Linked DNA regions of Mus musculus: region 2 is linked to region 1. The links are chromatin contacts, called in public promoter capture Hi-C maps. All regions are on one chromosome and are shown on one strand. The core of a region is the stretch at or near the end of the contact, and the rest is flanking DNA. Distances in the headings are between cores, read along the strand shown. Region 1 holds the start of Asb18 (ankyrin repeat and SOCS box-containing 18). Region 2 overlaps 2700003A03Rik (a long non-coding RNA gene).

Region 1 (2,700 bases), core at 194-2,693:
ATCTTTCAAAGACAACCACTGAAGGAGAAAGCAAAATCCGTGGTGTCTAAGAAATAAGTGGGGTCGGGTACAGGGGCAGCTAGAGTGACTGACTTTCCTTCTCACATCATAAAGGATGGGGACAAGGAAAAGTTCATCCACAAGAGAAAGAAGCAAAGACAAGGAGTTGTCACACTGAAATAAAGAAATGCTTGTTGCCTTAAATATAATTTGCGTTACTTACATTTCAATTCCTAATTTATACATCACAGACTTGATAAAGGATTACATTATAACAGAATTAGCCGGGGTCATTAGCATAGTGCATGTGCCGCTGATTAGCCACCCAGCAGATCGCTGGGTAATTAAGATCGGCGAGGGCCGTATTTTGAGACACTGTCATCCTATTATCTGCCTAACAAGTGTTGGGCCCTCACCTCCCTTCTGATTTGGGGCTTGATGGCAGCCCTGCACAGTGCCACTGCTTCTATACAGTCCTTCCCCCACATTCACAGTCCCCGAGGCCACTCCCTGGCCTCACAACAAATCATCTGCCTGTGAGAGCATACACTCAACACACTAAGGCCAGCTCTGGGGATGGGGCCCGGTGGATAGAGCACTTGCCTAGCATTGGGAGGAACTGAATTCCGTCTGCAGCCCCACATAAATCTAGAGATGGTGGCACAAGACTGTCATCCCAGTACCCGGGAGGAGGAGGAGGCAGGAGGATTGGGAGTTTGAGGCCATCCTGGACCACATGTCTATATATCAAACAGTAAATACATAATACAGACTATCAGCATATGCCCTGCCTCAATACAGCAGAAGGCCCAAGACCAGGTCAGGTGTATTACTGTGGCCTTCAACAACATCTTTGAGCTGTGCGTAAGGCACATGACTGTCGTCAATCCAGAGGCTGAGGCAGGAGGATGAGTTCAGCCCAAGCTACTTAGTGGTGTGGTTTCGATGTAGAATGTTCCCGAAGGCCTGTGTGTTTGAATAAGTGGTCCCCAGCTGGTGACATTGTTGTGGAAGATTGTGAAGAGTCCATGGAAGAAGTGAGTCATAGGGGCTAGCCTCATCCCCTGTCCTCTCTGCTTATGCTACATGACTGTGGAGGTCATGTGACCAGCTGCCTCATGCTCCTGTCACCATGGTTTCCCAAAGGTGATGGACTGTAGCCCCTCCAACTATGAGCCAAAATCAGCCCTCCCTTAAGTTGCTTCCAGTCAGGTATTTGGTCATAGCAGTGAGAAACGTAATCTATCCAACCCTCTCAAGTAAACAAAGTCACCTCTAAAGAGCTTTGCTACTTCTGCAAATACACAGAATGGGCCAGTGGCCATCTCTCCAGCAGCCTGCACAGTAAGGCCCTGGAAGAGGCCTCCTCGGCCCTGAAGGCAAGGTGAAAGCAGCGTGTCCCTCCCAGCTGACGGTAACCCAGCCCTGATTCTATTTATAGCCATCTGTCCTGCTCTGGGGACAGGGCTAACTTTGGGCATGCATTAGAGGAAGAGAAGAAGGCTGGCCCTGCACAGGGAGAGATACCACAATGTCCAGCTGGGACTCGCCCCCAGATTACCCCCTCAGCTCAGACATAGTGAGGAGATTAAAGTCTGCTCTGGCCACTGGGGACGAGGACACTGTACAGAAGCTGATCTGCACTGAGGTGGAGCCTGTGGACGCCGTAATAGAACTTGCTAATGATGACTGGATGAAGGAGCCCTCAGCCGAGCTGCCCACGGGCGTACTGCTAGGTAACCACAGGAGGCCACAGGCCAATTACTAATGCATGCTGGGGTCTGCTCTGGAGACAGGGGCAAGGGTTCCAACAGGGTGACATACCCTTGTTATCCATTTCTTATATAGCTATGTGTTAAACTAAATAACTAATGGAGAGACTCTCCAAGACGGCAGCTGTGTTGGCAGGTAGACACTGTGTTGGCAGTACTTTGTGGGTATGTTCAAGGGTGGGTGGCAAGGGGAAGCTGTAAAGATATGTCTTAGTTAGGGTTTCTACTGCTGTGAAGAGACACCATGACCACAGCAACTCTTATAAAGGCAAACATGTAATTGGAACTGGCTTACAGTTCAGAGGTTTAGTCCATTATTGTCATGGCGGAGAACATGGTGGCTTGCAGGCAGACACGGTGCCAGAGAGGTAGCTGAGAGTTCTACATCTGGATTGGCAGGCAGCAGGAAGAAAGAGAGAAACACTGGGCCTGGCTTGAGCTTCTGAAGCCTCAAAGCCCACCCCCCCCCCCCCGTGACACACTTCCTCCAACAAGGCCACCCCTACTCCAACAAGGTCATGCCTCCTAATAGGGCCGCTCCCTATGGGCCTATGGGGGTCATTTTCACTCAAACCACAAGTAGCCAAGAACTACCAGAGACAACGGTGCAAAGATCCTTAGCTGAGGGTTCAGCTGTCACTGGGTGATAGAGTGCTTGCTTAGCGTGTCCAGGACTCTGGGTTCCATCCCCACAACTGCAGAATAAATATGTAAGTCACCAGGGCCACATCTGTTTGGACTAGACAGGCAGCCACTAGACAGGCTACCTACAGAAGCACTTCCTTGTATCAGGTCTTGGTGGCTTTTGCTCTGACAGTTTCTGTGAGTTGTAGATACCAAGAATGAGTGAGCGCCCCCCTCTGGTCCACTGTGGTACTGTTCTTAGGATTTGGCACAGGTGAAGTCGTCTTCAGCAACACTTACACAC
Region 2 (2,700 bases), core at 143-2,642, 270 kb before region 1:
AGATCTCGTCTTTAATGCATAAACTGAGCAGGTTTCCTGGAGAGTGTTTCTAGATTTGACGTTGTTATTTACTTAGGTTGGACACAGAAGAGCATTTACTCAAGTTTCTACTCTGCAGTCTGCCAGGAAACCTTGTTCCCTACTTCCTTACAGAAATTGATGGGCATTAGGGAACATTTCCTGGCTCCACTTAGAGGCAGGATTGTGAGGGTTCTGCCTACGATGTGCTGGAGCCCTTTGCAATGCCAAATCACAAGACATGGGCAGGACTGCGATTCTCCTGGCCCGGAGCACATTTCTAATGATCTGTTTTGACAAGAAGGAATCAGAGAAAACAGAGTTGTGAAGGTGAAGAATGTCTTAAAGGGGGAGAGGTGTGAGTCCATGAATGTTACTTGTGAAAACTGAGGCATTTTTGAGATAAGAGTATTAAGAGGTAAAGAGAGAACTAGCTAACTCAGATTATCAACTCAGCAAAACAGAAAGGAACACAGTTACTATGGCAATCGTCATGGTTACTATGGTGATAGTGTGTAGGACTAAAAGTGAAGGAAAATTGGAAATGGCTTAGATTATGTTGGGGTCTTGTTGTTGTTATATTTTTATTTATTTTATGTATGTGTACATAAGGAAAACTCATAGGAGCATGTCTGTATTTCCTGAAATATTTAGCATTTGCTTATTCTAAACAGTGTAATGTTTATCTGAAAGTCAAGTGTAAGTGGATGGCCGGTCTGTGTCTTTGTCAAACCCTGCTGCACTAGGTGGTGGTGCTGGCAGACGTTCCCAGGCACTCCCTGTCCCTTTATCTCTTCTTAGGAACTGTCACCACTCCTTGGTTTCAGCTGCACCCATGTACCCCATTTCTTCACTGGATGCTTCCAGTTGTTTTGCGCTGCTAGTTCAGAGTCAGGTTTCCCAAACTGGGTATTGATTGCCACCAAGTCCTGCAAATGTTTTTTTTTTTTTTTTTTTTTTTTTAATTGTGTAAACCCGCAGTGGTACCTATTTCCTGTTCTGTAGAAACCCGTTTCCAACTCACATAGAAGATTGGCATGCTGTTGTGTTTCAAAGATGAAAACTCAATCACCATGGTGCCTCTCCCTGCATTTTACATCTGGTTAGCACGGCTCTGAGAATCCAAATGTAGAAGTCGGGGTTTTTTCCGTTCCAAGCACAGTATATTTGTCCTGGTTGTTAAATCACTCAGTTGCCTGTAACAGAATCCCAGAAGTCTCAACAGGGAGTCTCAATGGCAAAGGGCTACTCCCTGGCAGAGCATTCAGCAAAGCTGAGGACCTCTCCCCACCCCTTCTTAGCATGTGGTCACCGACCCTCTGCCTCCCTGACATTGACCTTGTTGCTCCCTGCAACTCTCCTTTGCAAAGGATTCCGCTTCGCCAGGTTCACATTTACAAAACTTTCTGGCACAGACATGCAAAAGGATAATGACATGCATCAGGAGATAAATTGATTGGCCCAGCTCGGAGCAGCCAGCCCTGGACTGGAAGCTTTGGGGAGGAGATAATTCCCACTGGGTGAGTCCACTGATGTGTCCTCAGTCGGGGTCTTTGATGCACATCTACCCTGGTAATGAAGCTTCAAGGATGGTGTCTGAATGATCTGAACTGCCAGCCAAATTTCTGCAAGTACATTCTGCACTGAGGCGTGTTTGGGGGCGTTGTAGGCGGTCTCACCCTGCAGTCACCAATAACCTTGTTTACACACGCCTCGGTATTTCTGAAGATTGCCAGCTCACCTCAGGAATCAGGAACGGAGGCCCACAAGCAATCCGCCTGTGATCACCGTCTGAACAGTGAAAGCTGTCAACAAGGGCCTGCGCAGAGAAAATAAACACGGTTGCTACTATAGCTTTTATAAACTATTCCATTTGGTCAAAGCCCCACACAGTGACTTCAGAGCCCATTTCCTTTGCCCATGGGAAATCAACTGCTATATGTCAGATCCCTACTCTTGTCCACACCCGCCCCTTTCTATGTTTGTTTGTTTGGGTGCGTAATTAATCCTCATCGAGACAATGTACAAAACATCCCAGAGCAAAAGAAAGATGCATAGCCACACGTAAATAGACGCGAACGTTTCTTTACTACTCCCAGGTGGACAGTGGCCACAGTTTGAGTAGATGAATTCGCTTATCTGGCTTTTTGACTGGAAATGTCATGAGCTTCTTCCCACCCATAAAGATGTTTGAATGGCCATGTGGAATCCTTCCCACTCAGCCCCCCTTCTTGGATGTTTTAGACAGCCCCTACATTTCCTGCTCCGGCCCTTGTAATCGACACCCATCATCACCAGGACCAAGCTCTTGCATAAATCCACGCAGATTGTTTATTACTGTGATCCCGATTGCATCTCTGACCCTGTATCTACTCGGGAATGTTTTGTTTTGTGTTGCTTTGTTTTAATTTTCCAGTGGCCGCACTTTCCTGTTTATACGTCCATTATTGGACTCTAGTTTTATTGTACTGTGGTCAGAGAATTCAGATGGCATGTTCTGGTCTTAGGAATTTATTGAAATTTCTAAGTAGTTCAATATATAGTCAGGTTTTGTAAATGTCCCGGGGAAAGTTAGAAGACCTCTCCTTTGTAGACTGTAAGCGGACTCTTGTCTATAATTTAATTATTCAGAATTCTCCTTACTATTTTTTTTTATCTCTTAAAAGCCAAGGAATTATCCTC

The links. Promoter capture Hi-C pulls out the DNA fragments that hold promoters and counts their contacts.
Region 2: a contact with region 1 is called in a promoter capture Hi-C map of embryonic stem cells, with 3 times the contacts expected there. The contact joins the enhancer-like site here to the promoter of Asb18 in region 1. A contact is called at or near these places in 6 of 39 promoter capture datasets (embryonic stem cells, stem cell-derived epiblast-like cells and trophoblast stem cells), 1 of 15 datasets of contacts at CTCF or cohesin (embryonic stem cells), 1 of 484 Hi-C or Micro-C datasets (embryonic stem cells) and 1 of 9 other capture datasets (embryonic stem cells).

The regions. Positions count from the first base shown.
Region 1 is chr1:90,013,409-90,016,108 of GRCm38.p6, reverse strand. It overlaps Asb18 (ankyrin repeat and SOCS box-containing 18), which reads left to right and starts at 1,443. Exons shown (of 5, transcript NM_001355134.1): 1 at 1,443-1,736. The coding sequence starts at 1,532.
Region 2 is chr1:90,282,198-90,284,897 of GRCm38.p6, reverse strand. 2700003A03Rik (a long non-coding RNA gene) reads right to left here. Exons shown (of 4, transcript XR_003947931.1): 3 at 1,043-1,837. Among named protein-coding and RNA genes, the nearest start is that of 2700003A03Rik, 11 kb to the right of the region's middle. Within about 2 kb of position 1,392, at least 31 of the 459 cell types and tissues checked have an H3K27ac peak or open chromatin away from gene starts, as enhancers often do. A contact at or near this core is called in embryonic stem cells, where this site is marked.